Regions from separate parts of the Danio rerio genome. Here region 2 is linked to region 1. Evidence: chromatin contacts called from public Hi-C data. All regions are on one chromosome and are shown on one strand. The core of a region is the stretch at or near the end of the contact, and the rest is flanking DNA. Distances in the headings are between cores, read along the strand shown.

The links. A called contact is a pair of places that touch in the nucleus more often than the background predicts.
Region 2: a Hi-C map of an unstated tissue shows a contact between it and region 1, with 4 times the contacts expected there. The contact joins the promoter of slc4a3 here to the enhancer-like site in region 1. A contact is called at or near these places in 2 of 18 Hi-C or Micro-C datasets (caudal fin and an unstated tissue).

The regions. Positions count from the first base shown.
Region 1 is chr9:47,771,473-47,778,175 of GRCz12tu, forward strand. hdac4 (histone deacetylase 4) reads right to left here. Exons shown (of 25, transcript NM_001039358.2): 12 at 6,189-6,375; 13 at 5,194-5,327. Among named protein-coding and RNA genes, the nearest start is that of hdac4, 110 kb to the right of the region's middle. Within about 2 kb of position 2,644, at least 8 of the 62 cell types and tissues checked have an H3K27ac peak or open chromatin away from gene starts, as enhancers often do.
Region 2 is chr9:48,292,566-48,299,268 of GRCz12tu, forward strand. slc4a3 (solute carrier family 4 member 3) reads left to right here and starts at 3,442. Exons shown (of 24, transcript NM_001423525.1): 1 at 3,442-3,664. LOC110440050 (a long non-coding RNA gene) reads left to right here. Exons shown (of 5, transcript XR_012385632.1): 5 at 820-2,316.

The sequences.
Region 1 (6,703 bases), core at 1,394-3,893:
ACTGAGCCGAGGTTCGAACCAGCGACCCAGCAACCTTCTTGCTGTGAGGCGATAGCACTACCTACTGCACCACTGCCTCACCCTGATTATTTTTTTATTAAGAAATATGTTACAGATGGATCTAAAATATTAAGTTGTTTGTTCACAAATTTGAATAATTTTCTCAAAAATAGACAGACAGACAGACAGACAGGCAGACAGACTATTTTGAGAGATGTAAAGAAAAATAATTGTACGCATTTCCTGTTTTACATTTTTATAGCTTCCTAGAATCTAAAAATGAGCCAAATATTGATAATGTTATGATAGCTGTTGTAACATTAAGTTATGGTTGAATTGCCTTTTGTTACAGTTATGAAATGTTTATGGGCCAATGACAAAGAGATAATTGCACCAAAAACACTTTCATTCATTTTACAATTCTTTTTTTTTATTTATTAAAGTCTTTTTTATTTATTTGTGTATAACATACCAGGCCGCAATCGCTGAATCCTATGTAAAATCAGCAAAAAGTCGCAAATATTTGCAATCCTGCCAAATTCTTAATTAAACGCAAAATAATCACAAAGAATGTAAATAATCTTTTAATCAAAGTAATCAAAATAATACTTCGGATTAAAAAATTTCGTATTCAGAGCATCGGCAGCCATTAGCCTGTCTGAGCGGTCCAAAGAAAGTGACGGCTGACGTTCCACCACAAGATGGCGACAGCAAAATAAGTCCTTAGGTAAAAGCATTTTCTCAGTGTAAGTTTCAAACTACAGCTGAAAAAATCATTATAAATCAGGTCTAAGTCGATTTTTATATTTGTAGTGCTGCATTTATGCCAAAGAAACTGGCAGTGTTTGCTTTGCTTTGGCTTTTTTGGGGTTAATTGAGATATCCTTATTACAACAAAGAAATACTGGGACATTTCTGTAGAAATACATTAAATATACATATACATTACATATACATACTTTTTTATGTAAGTGTATTTCTTTGTTTTACTATTTTTATTTAAATATTTAAATATTTATATTTCAACATTTTGTTATTGTTTGTTAAAAAGCTACAATTTACATTTTAAATTTTTAAAAATACATTTTCAATTGGTTAACAATGTAAATTATACAGCATAAGCCAAGTCTGTCCAAAAACATTGATTTTTGAAGATAACAAATGTTTACAAAAATGTCTTTCTTAACCCTCTGGGGTCGAAGACCGTGTACCTGCGTTTTGACCAGTAGTGTTGTCAAACTGCTGAAATGAACTTAAATTACACTTTCAGTTTTGATCGTACACATAAGATCAATACATCAATCAAATCTGTTATGTGTCTACTTTTTGTTGTGTACACTCACAACAACAACAAACGTGTGTGCTTTTGCAAAATAAGGAAAACAAACAGTGTAGGCATTCTGTCTTTTCTCTCTCCGTGAACTGCTGAGAAGTGTATCAGTAAAATGCGCTGAAACTCCGTGAATACAAAACTCACACAGATGAGACATGTATTTCTAAAAAGCTTAAATTGTCTACTTTTAAACGCAGCTATGCAAGTTGAAAACAAACATTGCTTGATAAAGTAACATCATTTTGAAGCAAAAACACTAGACTACCAGATCCAGTTCTCAAAAGTCTTGTGCACAAATGTTCTCTGTGTGTTTCACGGCCTTGTTTCAGTGACTTCAAAATGTAAGATTTCACTAACCATGCATAAATGTTTCTTTCTCAAAAACACAAACACAGACAAGCATGCTGCTTAGGTATTATTGTAGCCCAAATTGTGCTGTTTACAGTGTTATCACACTTTAGCCATTAATATGTTTTTAAGATACTGAAAACAACACAAACGTCAGTGCATGTCAAAACTTCTCCAGAGCCCCAAAACACCCTCAGACCCCAGAGGGTTAAAATCAACTGATAAGCAGATCTGCATGTATTTAGCACTGTATGTATTGCCGAGATGTATTCAATGGTGATTTTTGTATTCAACGGTGATATTTGTTTTAAACTGAAATAAACTTCAACAGTGACACAAAAAAAACTGAGGTTAATCCGTTTTAATTTAACCAGATCTACACCAACATTCCACAACTCTCTTCTGTCTGTCTGATATGCTTGAATGCTATCTAAAATAGTAAGCTGCATAAACTCTCATCTATTTTCTTCAAGCTGCTGTGACACAATCTGCCTTGTAAAAAGCGTTATAGAAATAAAGATGAACTGAATTGAACGTTTTACTGTTTCATCAACCACACGATCAACAGAATTTCCTGCACACCATCTATCCTACATTTTTTTTCAGCTGTCCTACCAGAGCTGAAACAGACCCCCACATCCACCTCCCACTCCAAACCAGGCCCCACATGTCTGCAGAACAAAGCCGTGGGCCCTTGGAGGTGCCGGAGCTGCTGGATTTGCAATAATGTCATTTTTTGTTTAATAGCTCTGGCCTCCGAGGCACAAACCCATCAGAGAGGGAGGCGAATCGGTCCACCGGCCCACCTGTGGAAGCGTTTTGGGGAGGTTTTCAGTGGAGGTGACACCTGCAACAGGACGTACTACATCTCGGATTTAACAGCAGGGCCAGTTAAAGAGGGGCCCGCGGGGGTCCGGTGCAGGCTGGCGGCAGCTTAAAACAACCCTACACTCTTTAAGGGCCCCCCTGCTGTAGATTAGGGGGTATTAAGAGGCATGACTGCCTTTAATTGAGGCCCAATTCACTGTTTCCATCTCCCAGAACAATAAACATCCCCACCAAGGAGCGCATGCGGGCGAGAGCGGGTGGGTGGGTGCGCCATTGTCGTGCTTGTTTACTTGTTTGTTTGGAGGAAAACAGAGACTGCAGCTACGCGACTGACTCTAACAGGCCTGACGCAATGGAGCCAGCGTGGCAGGAGAGATTAGATCCAGCGAGGGCCATTAAGGCGGCAGTGATCAGCGCTCCAGATGATGACAGAGCTCAGGAATTGCCCTCAGCAGGTGGAGGACCAGATAAGCAGGCACAGCCGGGGATTCTGCGCCCATTTTGGGGAGGAAAAGGGGTTTTTTGAGTTTGCAAAATAAAACGGAGTGGAATCATCTTATTCATGTCTTGAAGCATGTGTAGTTTGCATAGAATGAAAATTTGCTGCAGACGCAGGTGACAACATATTTTTAGCGTGGTCTTTTTTAAAAAGAGGTGACTCATTGGTTAGCACTGTTGCCTCACAGCAAGAAGGTCGCTGGGTTGAGTTCTGGCTGGGTCAGTTGGCATTTCACTGTGGAGTTTGCGTGTTCTCCCTGTGTTGGCATGAGTTTCCTCCGGGTGCTTCGGTTTCCCCAACAGTCCAAAGACATGCACTATAGGTGAATTGAATAAACTAAATTGACTGTAGTGTATAGGTGTTTCCCAGTGGTTGGTTGCAGCTGGAAGGGCATCCGCTGTGTAAAACATATGCTGGATAAGTTGGCGGTTCATTCTGCTGTGGCGACCGCTGATGATTAAAGGGACTAACCCAAAGGAAATGAATTAATGAAAATGCAAATAAACCAAGCTTCCACTTTGGGAGTCAAAAGCAGACGTGGGGGATTCCAGTCACATGACCAGACTTCAGTCAGACTTAAGTCGCAAAATTTTGACTTTAGACTTGCTTGACAAACAAACAAAAAAGACTCGACTTGGACTTCAGTCAGTCTATTTGCGGCCTCAAGTTTCCACTGCAAAAATAGCTTTTCCTACTTAGAGTAGGAAAATCTAACAATTCTTAAATCAAGAAGCATTTTCAAGACAAGTAAAACACATAGGGTTCTATTTTAACGATCTAGACCCAAAGTCTAAAGCGCATGGCACACAAACATTGAGGGTATGTCTGAATCCACTTTTGCAATTTTAAGAACGGAAAAATACGCTGTGTGATGCGGCACATGGTCTAACAGGGTTGAGCTTATTTTCTTAATGAGTTCTGAGTGTGTTTTGAGAATAAACCAGTCAGAGTCTCCTCTCCCATTCCCTTTAAGAGTCAGTTGTGTCGCACTTTGGCGTATTTGCTATTAACATGGCGACTTAGTAAGAGAAAAAACTGAATGCTTCACTAGTGAGAATACAGTTAAACAGACCATCTGCAGCACAAGGATAATGAATGAGCCTCCTCCAATTGGCCCTTACTTTCACCTTCTTTCAATAATTTAACATTGAAAACCTGATCTCTTCAATTGACTCTAAAAGCTCAACTAAAAAGGTACAATTTTAATCGAGACTAAAAGTCATCCACAGTTGGGGACAATATTTATTTTACATTATATGTATAGTGTGTATTATAAAGCAAAACAATGCGTCTAAACAAGAAAATGAACACTATTACAATGAACATTATTATTAATTTTTAACAAATAAACAAAATGCGGTGCTTTTTTTTGTATGGAGTTTTGTGCAGACATAAAAATTATTGTTGTTCAAATTGATAGTGGCAACATTTCACAACTCTTAACAATAATAATTAACAATACTGCTTCTTTGACTGATCTCAGATCCTGCTGGAAAGATTTTAGTTTACCCAAAAATAAACATTCTATATTACTCTCCTTTGTGAGTTTCTTTCTACTCTTGAACAAAAAAAGAAGATATTTTGAAGTATGTTTAAAACCTGTAACCATTGAATTTAAACGCTCTTTTTTTCCTACTATGGAAGTCAATGGTTATAGGTTTTCAGCTTTCTTCAAAATATCTTCTTTTGGGTTAAACAGCATGAAGAAACTCATAAAAGTTTATAACCACTTGAGGGTGTGTAAATAGTGTTCATTATTGAGTGAATTGTCCCTTTATGTGGTGCTACCATTAAAAAAAAGGAAAGCAAAAAAAGTGGCAGAAAACACGAACTAAGAATTTCTAATATTTTTTTTTTTTACATTTTATTTAAATTTTTGTGAGCGGTCTTCAGACTTTTTTTGTCTCCTCTGTTCTAATGTAAAAGTTGTCTGCTTCTCTCCCAGCCTGATTTTCCCTCGAATGCACTCGAATCAATCTCACACCCCCTTTTTTCCTTGAGCAAAAGGCTTAGGTTTATTCATAAAGTTTCATCAACGGGGCGATGTGGCTGTGTTTGTGATGGCTCCACAGCGCCCTCTATAGACTGAAACGTTCTTAATCGCACTACAGTGCCCAGCTGTCATCAGTTTGGTGCAGAAAGATCAAATGGAGTCAGCATTAGAACATAAAACAGCGAGTATTACCTCACACTGTCCACGCAGGCCAGTTTCCTGCAGTCGTGACCAGATGCTCTGGATGCGTCCGGCGTGCTCCGGGTGGATGTTACTGTTTCCACACATGCACTGGTGTTTCTGCATCAGTGTGTCGTACACCAGACCTGTACAAAGACAAATACACACTTTTAAGTCAGCATGAAGTCAAAGTTTTTGTTTTTCTATCTATATGACTGTTTTTTTTTTGTCCATGGTCACATATGACAGCAATACAACTGAGCATTTAATCCAGAAACTCTGACAAAACTCATTTCTGTTTGCAGAGCTGCGTTTAAAAAAATCTAAATCAAAATACCATTTCTTAAGAAAAGGATACAGGTTTAGAACATTTATTCATTCCTTTACCTTCGGCTTAGTCCCTTAATTCATCAAGGGTCACCACAGCAGAATGAAACGCCAAGATATCCAGCATATGTTTTACACAGTGGATGCCCTTCCAGCTGCAACCCAGCACTGGGAAACACCCATACACTCTCACATTCTCACACACACACCTCACGGCCAATTTACCAGCGACCTTCTTGCAGTGAGATGACAGTGCCAACCACTGAGACACCATGCTGCCCAGGTTTGTAACATAGTGAACTAATAATTTAGTTTTCATTTTGGGGTGGACTGTCGCTTTAAACTGACAATAAAGTAAATGTATAACCTAGTATTCCTATATAGGTAAATATACCTGTTATATGCCTATAATTATACCTAATTTCATCCAAAATATATTTCAAACGAGGTCACCATGTGGACAGAACAAATAAATTTCTTTAAAAAAAAAAAAAATATATATATATATATATATATATATATATATATATATATATATAATTAAAATAAAAAACAAAAATGTAAAATAAATAAATAAATAAACTAAATAAATAAATAAATAAACTACCAATATGACTGGTTTTGTGGTTTAGGGTCACATATGAAAGCAGTGCAACAGAGCATCTTATCTAATGACTGACCGGTAGTAAAGCGTGGTTTGGCCGGAGGTTCCTGCACCACGATGGGAAATGTGGCAGAGGCCGGGGATGATTGTGCTCTGGAAAGAGGCCGATGGACTGGAAAAGACACGGACAGTCCGGCCGCCTCCATGGACGCCTGATAGTTCCTCAGCTGGTGAATTCTCTGCTGCTCCAATAGGAGAGCTTGCTGCTCAGAGAGAGAGAGAGAGAGAGAGAGAGAGAGAGAGAGAGACAGAGAGAGAAAGTCAAAAACAGACATTATTACCTTTCAGTAAATTTAAGTTTGGAGGAAGACTTGTGGAAATGAACAGCTAAATCTTTAAAACAATGTTTCCTTCTTAATAAAGAGGAACAGGTTTTTATCTATCATGCAGTTACATATATAACCAGCAGATGGCACTCAATGCATTGCAAAACACTAGAAAGGACAACACAGTAGTCAACATTCAAAGTGAATCAAAAATGTTTTTTCAGGATTGCCCTAGGACAAGAACGGATGCTGTTCAATAGTTTTT
Region 2 (6,703 bases), core at 2,192-4,691, 520 kb after region 1:
TTTTGTAAGTCAAAACACATCAAGTAGGATTTTATGCATTTTGATTTACGAGGACACAAAGCATGCCTTCTTAAACCATACTAAAAAAAATAGCTCATTTGATTTACTAAGTTTTTTAAGTGGTTACAAAGAATATACAGTTGAAGTCAGTTTTATTAGCCCCCCTTTGATTTTTTTTTTATTTGATTTTTTTTTCAGTATTTCCCAAATGATGTTTAACAAAGCAAGGACATTTTCACAGTATGTCTGATCATATTTTTTCATTTCGAAAAAGTCTTATTTGTTTTATTTCAGCTATAGAATAAAAGAGGTTTTAATTTTTAAAAATCATTATAAGGACAAAATTATTAGCCCCTTTAAACTATATATTTTTTCGACAGTCTACAGAACAAACCATCATTATACAATAACTTGCCTAATTACCCTAACCTGCCTATAACCTAAATAACCTAGTTAAGCCTTTAATTGTCACTTTAAACTGTATAAAAGTGTCTTGAAAAAATATCTAGTCAAATATTATTTACTGTCATCATGGCAAAGATAAAATAAATCAGTTATTAGAAATAAGTTAATAAAATTATTGTTTAGAAATGTGTTGAAAAAATCTTCTTTCCTTTGAATCTTATCATATTAATTGTTTGTGACTACTTACCTTAAGACAAATTAGTAAATACAATGAAACATTTTTTTGTTCAGTGTATTCAGTGTTTTTTTTTTATTTTTTATTATGTTGATTTACAATTGTATGTCCTCATAAATCACATAAGTACACACACATCGTCTGTCTCACTATAGCTGATAATGTCTGCCCTCCTCCAGGCCCATGTGACGCATGCAGGAATGCTGGATCTGTGTTTTTCTGGGATTCACGTCGGAGGAGGAGATCTCTTTTAAAGCACCGTCACCAGCAGGCAAGCGGCCAGTCTGGGCAATGAGCTCTGTAAACAAGATATCAGACAGATGGCTTTTAAAATTAAAGGAGAAAGACAGAGAGCAGATAAGAAAAGCAATTTAAGGAGGAGCTTTTTAGAATAATGAATGGGTGTGATTTCACTGTAACTGTAAAAGTGAAAGATTTAAGGGAGGCTGGGGGCAGAACTGAAGGTATTTTAATTATATCGCTCTCAGACTTTAATATATTTGTATTTGTGCCACAACTAGTTGTATAATTAAAATATTTACATGTATAAATGATGGGGGGTGAAAAAGAAAAACTTCAAAAAACTTAGCTGCTGGTATTTGGTGATCTCCAGAAACGTATATCGGGATACATAATCAGAATAAGCCTGGGTTGTGTAAATAGTGATAAATGCTATAATATATTCATTTTAATACACTTCAACACATTATGGTTTAAAACACTATAGTATTTACTATTTATATAATTTTTTTCATGTGGGATAATGCACAAATACAGTTGAAACCAGAAGTTTACATACAGTTGAAGTCAGAATTATTAGCCCTACTGTTTATTTTTTCCCAAATTTCTGTTTAACGGAGAGACACATTTCTAAACATAATAGTTTAAATAACTAATTTCTAATAACTGATGTACTGGTAACACTTTATAATAACTACACACAATGAACCATTTATTAAGCATTAGCATCTAGTGAATTCATCAAATGTTAAGCATTAACCCTACATTAATAAACGTTAGTAAGCAGTTTATAACTGCAGCTACAAATGCTGTTTTCTTGGCTTAAAACCATATGTTTAATGTTCTTATTGAATGTACTTTCATACTTTTTTTAATGATTTATTTTTCATTACTAAATAAAGTACTGCATTATTTACAAACAAGTAGTATTTAAGAGTAGTTAGAGGTTTTTAAGATAATTCAGAATGAGTTCATAAATGATTAATAAACTATTTAAATCAAGGTTTTTACATCTTAATATTCAAGCATATATTAATGTTATGTATGTTAACAAATGCTTTATTAACTCAACTTCATGCAGTTTTGTGACCTAATCTAAAGTGAGGACTATTTATGCTTTATAAATCTCTTATAAATGACAATTAAAGGCTCGGTATCAAATAAACAATAATCATTGCAATCTTATCTAAAAAGTAAAATTACTGTAAATATTAAACATTGCTGAATAACAGGAGTGTCAAAATACGACATACAATTGGATAAAACAACAACAATATATTAATTTGACAATATAATAAGATGCAATGTTTAAACTCTACAGTAATTTTTATTTTAGATCAGGTAACACAGATTTACTTTTCATTTGATGTAGTTTGATTTGTGTATCTTCAAATGAATAGAAATGAATAATGTTGTTAATGTACTTTTTTCCTTTTTAACTGATTCTTTAATTGTCATTTATAATACATCACAGGTTGTCATAGTTCAAAAATGAACCAATGTGATGTGAATATAGAACAAACTTCAGCTTAGTAAAGCAGGCATGGCAAAATAGCGCTATTTACTTCTGCTTTGTTGTTAAATGAAATAAAATCTATAATATCGATGCTGTAAAAGAATGAAGATAAAAACAGTCACATTTATCAAGATTTTAGTGGCTGAACAACACTTCTGTGCATATAACCCAATTATAACAACACAATCTACGTCAGCTTTGCGTGACTAAAAGAGTTTTAAAACAGAACATCTAACAAAATTACTTCAGCCACGGTGTCGTCCTTCCTCAAGTGAGCAAAAGTAACTCCAATGTTGATTCAGGATTTTAATGTTTTGATTTAGCAATTGATTTTACTGATGTTATTGTCTCGTCTGCACATGATCTCGCAGCACGTGCATGCAATTAGTGGATCTGGTGAACAGAGGTGCACAGTTGTAAAGATCAACATTCACTGACAGACAGTTTAGTCTCCTTATCAGAATTTTGGGAAATGTCTGCCTGACAATATTTAATTGGATGAACATTTTTAAGTTTCATGTCTTATGTAAAGGAGGCCATCTAGTGCTGTGCAAGTAAACCTCACTCCTCTAGAGGCTCCTCAGATGCTACAGTAGAGCAATCAACTCCCATGCGGAAGGTCGCCGGTTCAATCCCAGCTCGAATCGGGTTGGGTGGTGTAGGACCGGCGGGGTTACACATACCTTACACATTACTTTAATCATTAGTGGAATGGGAAAAGACTTTCAACCAGCACAACACAACATGTTTAAAAAGACACTGACTTACTGCACCTTTAAAATATTCCCTGCACGGATGAGATAGGACGATCCTCTCCCTCATTTAATTTAATATGGTTTGATCTTGCTTTAAAAGCTCATGAATATTTTAAAGATTTTGCTGACACTGACATTCATATTCACTGAGTGAATGTTAACTAGTTTAATTCATCTTCATTAGGTTTTAAAAGAAAAAAAAATAGTGTTTAAATAGCACTTCCTTTTACATTTTATTTTCATTGTAAAGGTCACAGAAGAAGATCAGAAACCAGAACTGTGAGTAAAATGTAAACAGTTTATTAAAAACAGTGGAAGATGAAGATATTAAGACTAAACAAGAATCTATTGCAGCTTGGAAGTGAAGTAGTGGATCGAATGATATGGAGGAACCAGAGGAAGGATGAATGGAACCAGGTTCATGGAAGGAGTGGGAGACAGAGGCAACAGATGAGCATCACACTAGGAAGTAGGGAGATAAGGAACACTGGAGATAACAGGTAAACAGGACAGGTAAGTAATACTCTGAGAAAGCTAGATTGCACCGACTGTGAGTGTGAGTCCTTCTGACAATCAATAAGGCCGGACACTGAGTGAGTGGAGGTGCTGGGTTATATGGGGCTGGTGTAAATGGCAGGGGATGGCGTGCAGGTGCGAGCTAATCAAAACTCAGGTGAGGGTGATCGGAGTGATTGGGGTGACTGAGAGTAGGGATAACCTGGCCTGGGTGTCACAGAAACTGGAAAACTGGAAGTTGAATCAATTATTTATTCCTTCATTCATGTTTTTTTCACCTTTGTCCCTTTATTAATCTGGGGTCGCCACAGCGGAATGAACCGCCAACTTATCCAGCACATTTTTTTACGCAGCGAATGCCCTTCCAGCCGCAACCCATCACTGGGAAAGTTGAATTAATTAGTGCTTTAATAAAATTGAAGGTTTAAGGATTTATTCCAATATAAAATCCGGTAACACTTTATTTTGATGGTCCTTTTAAGTACTAGTTGACTGACTGCTTAATATCTGTTGATACTGCTCCTTCAACAGACATTTAACTAAAAAAACTTTGCAAGTACATGTGGACTTACACTAACCCTAAACTTAACCCCAACCCCAACCTAACAGTCTACGTACAATCTAAAGAGAATTAGTTGACATATAGATGCAATGCAACTTAAATTCAATAAACAGACCATCAGCGTGACCTAAAATCCTATACATAAGCAATTATAATACCTATATGCTAACAATGCTGAAAACAAAACTATATTTATAATTCCAAATCATCACAAAATAAAATCCAATTCAGTTCAAATCATGTTTATTTGTATAGCACTTTTTACAATGTAGAAAGTGTCAAAGCCACTTAACCTAGTTCTGGTAAAGTCCAGATTGCAGAGTTTAAGTTCAGTTTAGTTCAGTGTGGTTTAAATGTCACTGCTGAAAGTTTAAGCACTGAAGAGCCAATCAACTGATATCAACTGAGTCCTGATCTGAGCAAGCCAGTGGCGAGGAAAAAAAACTTCACCAATTGATGAAGTGAAGGGGGGAAAAAACCTTGAGAGAAACCAGGCTCTGTTGGGCACAACCTTTATTCTTCTGGCCAAACTTCCTGTGCAAACAATTTAACTTTTGAAAATCACATCTCCCATGTCACAAAAATACGCCTTCATTCATCTGAGAAAAGTTACGAAGCTATCCATCTCAGATGCAGAATAGCTAGTTCATGCTTAATAACCATAACTTCTAGGCTGGATTATTGTAATGCTCTGTTTGCTGGTTGCCCAGCATCCTCTATTAATAAACTTCAGCTAATACAAAATGAGTTCTTACCAGGTCTAGAAAATTTGATCATATCAATCTAATTTTTTGCTCTTCAGTGTTTAGACTCTCAGTAATGATTTCAAACCACACTGAACTGAGCTAAACTGAACTGAACTTAAACACTAAAAACTGAACCACCCTGATCCAGTTACTATGACCATTTATGTGAAGCTGCTTTGACACAATCTACGTTGTAAAAGCGATGTACAAATAAAGCTGAATCGAATTGAATTGAATAATTTTATTCTCTTTACACTGGCTGCCTTATTGATTATAAAATATTACAACTTACCTATAAAGCTTTAAATAATCTAGCTCCTGTTTATCTAACCAACCATCTGTCTTGCTACAGTTCAACCCGTTCTTTAAGATCTCAAACCTTAAGGATTCTGGTAGGACCTAGAATAGGTCAAGTAGAGGAGGTCAAGCCTTCTCATACATGGCTCCTACTTTGGAATAGCCTTCCTGATAATGTCCGAGGCTCAGACACACTCTCTTAGTTCAAAACTAGATTAAAGACCTGTCTTTTAGTAAGCATACACTCAATGCATCACACAACGGTATGATGCATGAATGTGCTCCACGCAGGTGAGCTGGCTTGACAACCACCTGCAGTACACACTCCTCATTAATACACCAGACATTGTGTTAGAAACTCTCATATGCTTTACATGTTTGTTTCTATGTTTGTGTATATAACTGCTATTTTCATTTATAACACTCCATTTTTGCATCTCGTTTAAATACACTACGAACAGCAGCTATGCTAATTATTATTTTTTGTTTTCTATTTCCATTTGGGCATACTTATTCTGATGTCCCTAGAGACTATACAGAACCATTGATTCGGTTAAAACATGATGAAATATTTCACATGTAGTCATAGCTAAAAAATAGAAATAAGAAAGATTTAGCCACAAGGAGGCAGCATAATCTGAAAGTATAGTTTACTGAAGAGTTTTGTCCATGTATTTCTGTGCATCTTTCACAAACTGTGCTATTCATTAATTTTCCTTTGTCTTAGTTCCTGATTTATCAGGGGTTGCCACAGTGGAATGAATCGCCAACAATTCCAGCATGTGTTTTATGCAGCATGCCCTTCCAGCCACAATCCAGAACTGGGAAAAACCCATACTTTCATTCACACACAGTCATACACGATGGCCCATTTAGCTTAATCAGTTTACCTGTAGTGCAGGGGTGGCAAACCCTGTTCCTGGAGAGCCACCTTCTAGCAGATTTTAGTTGCTACCCATATCAAACACACCTGAACCAATTAATTAGGACCTGAACACCATGTGATAATTACAGGCAGGTGTGTTTGATATGGGTTGCAACTGAAATCTGCTGGAAGGTAGCTCTCCAGGAACAGGGTTGGCCACCCCTGCTATAGTGCATGTCTTTGGACTGTGTAAGAAAACCAGAGCACCAAGAGGAAACACACATGAACACTGGGAGAACATGCAAACTCTACACAGAAATGCCAACTGGCCCTGCCAGGACTCAAACCAGCAACCTTTTTGGAATGAGGCGACAGTGCTAACCACTGAGCCACCGTGCCACCCATCATACTGTACTTATTGACATACAAAATCAGATTGCTATTAAAAGCTTGGAGATTGGACATAAAAAACATAATTATTTTCTTATATCAAGTGTAAATGTAGAAATTAGCCATCATTGGGTCTAGAAAGGGATCCTTTTTCTAAAATAAAATGATCGAATTGA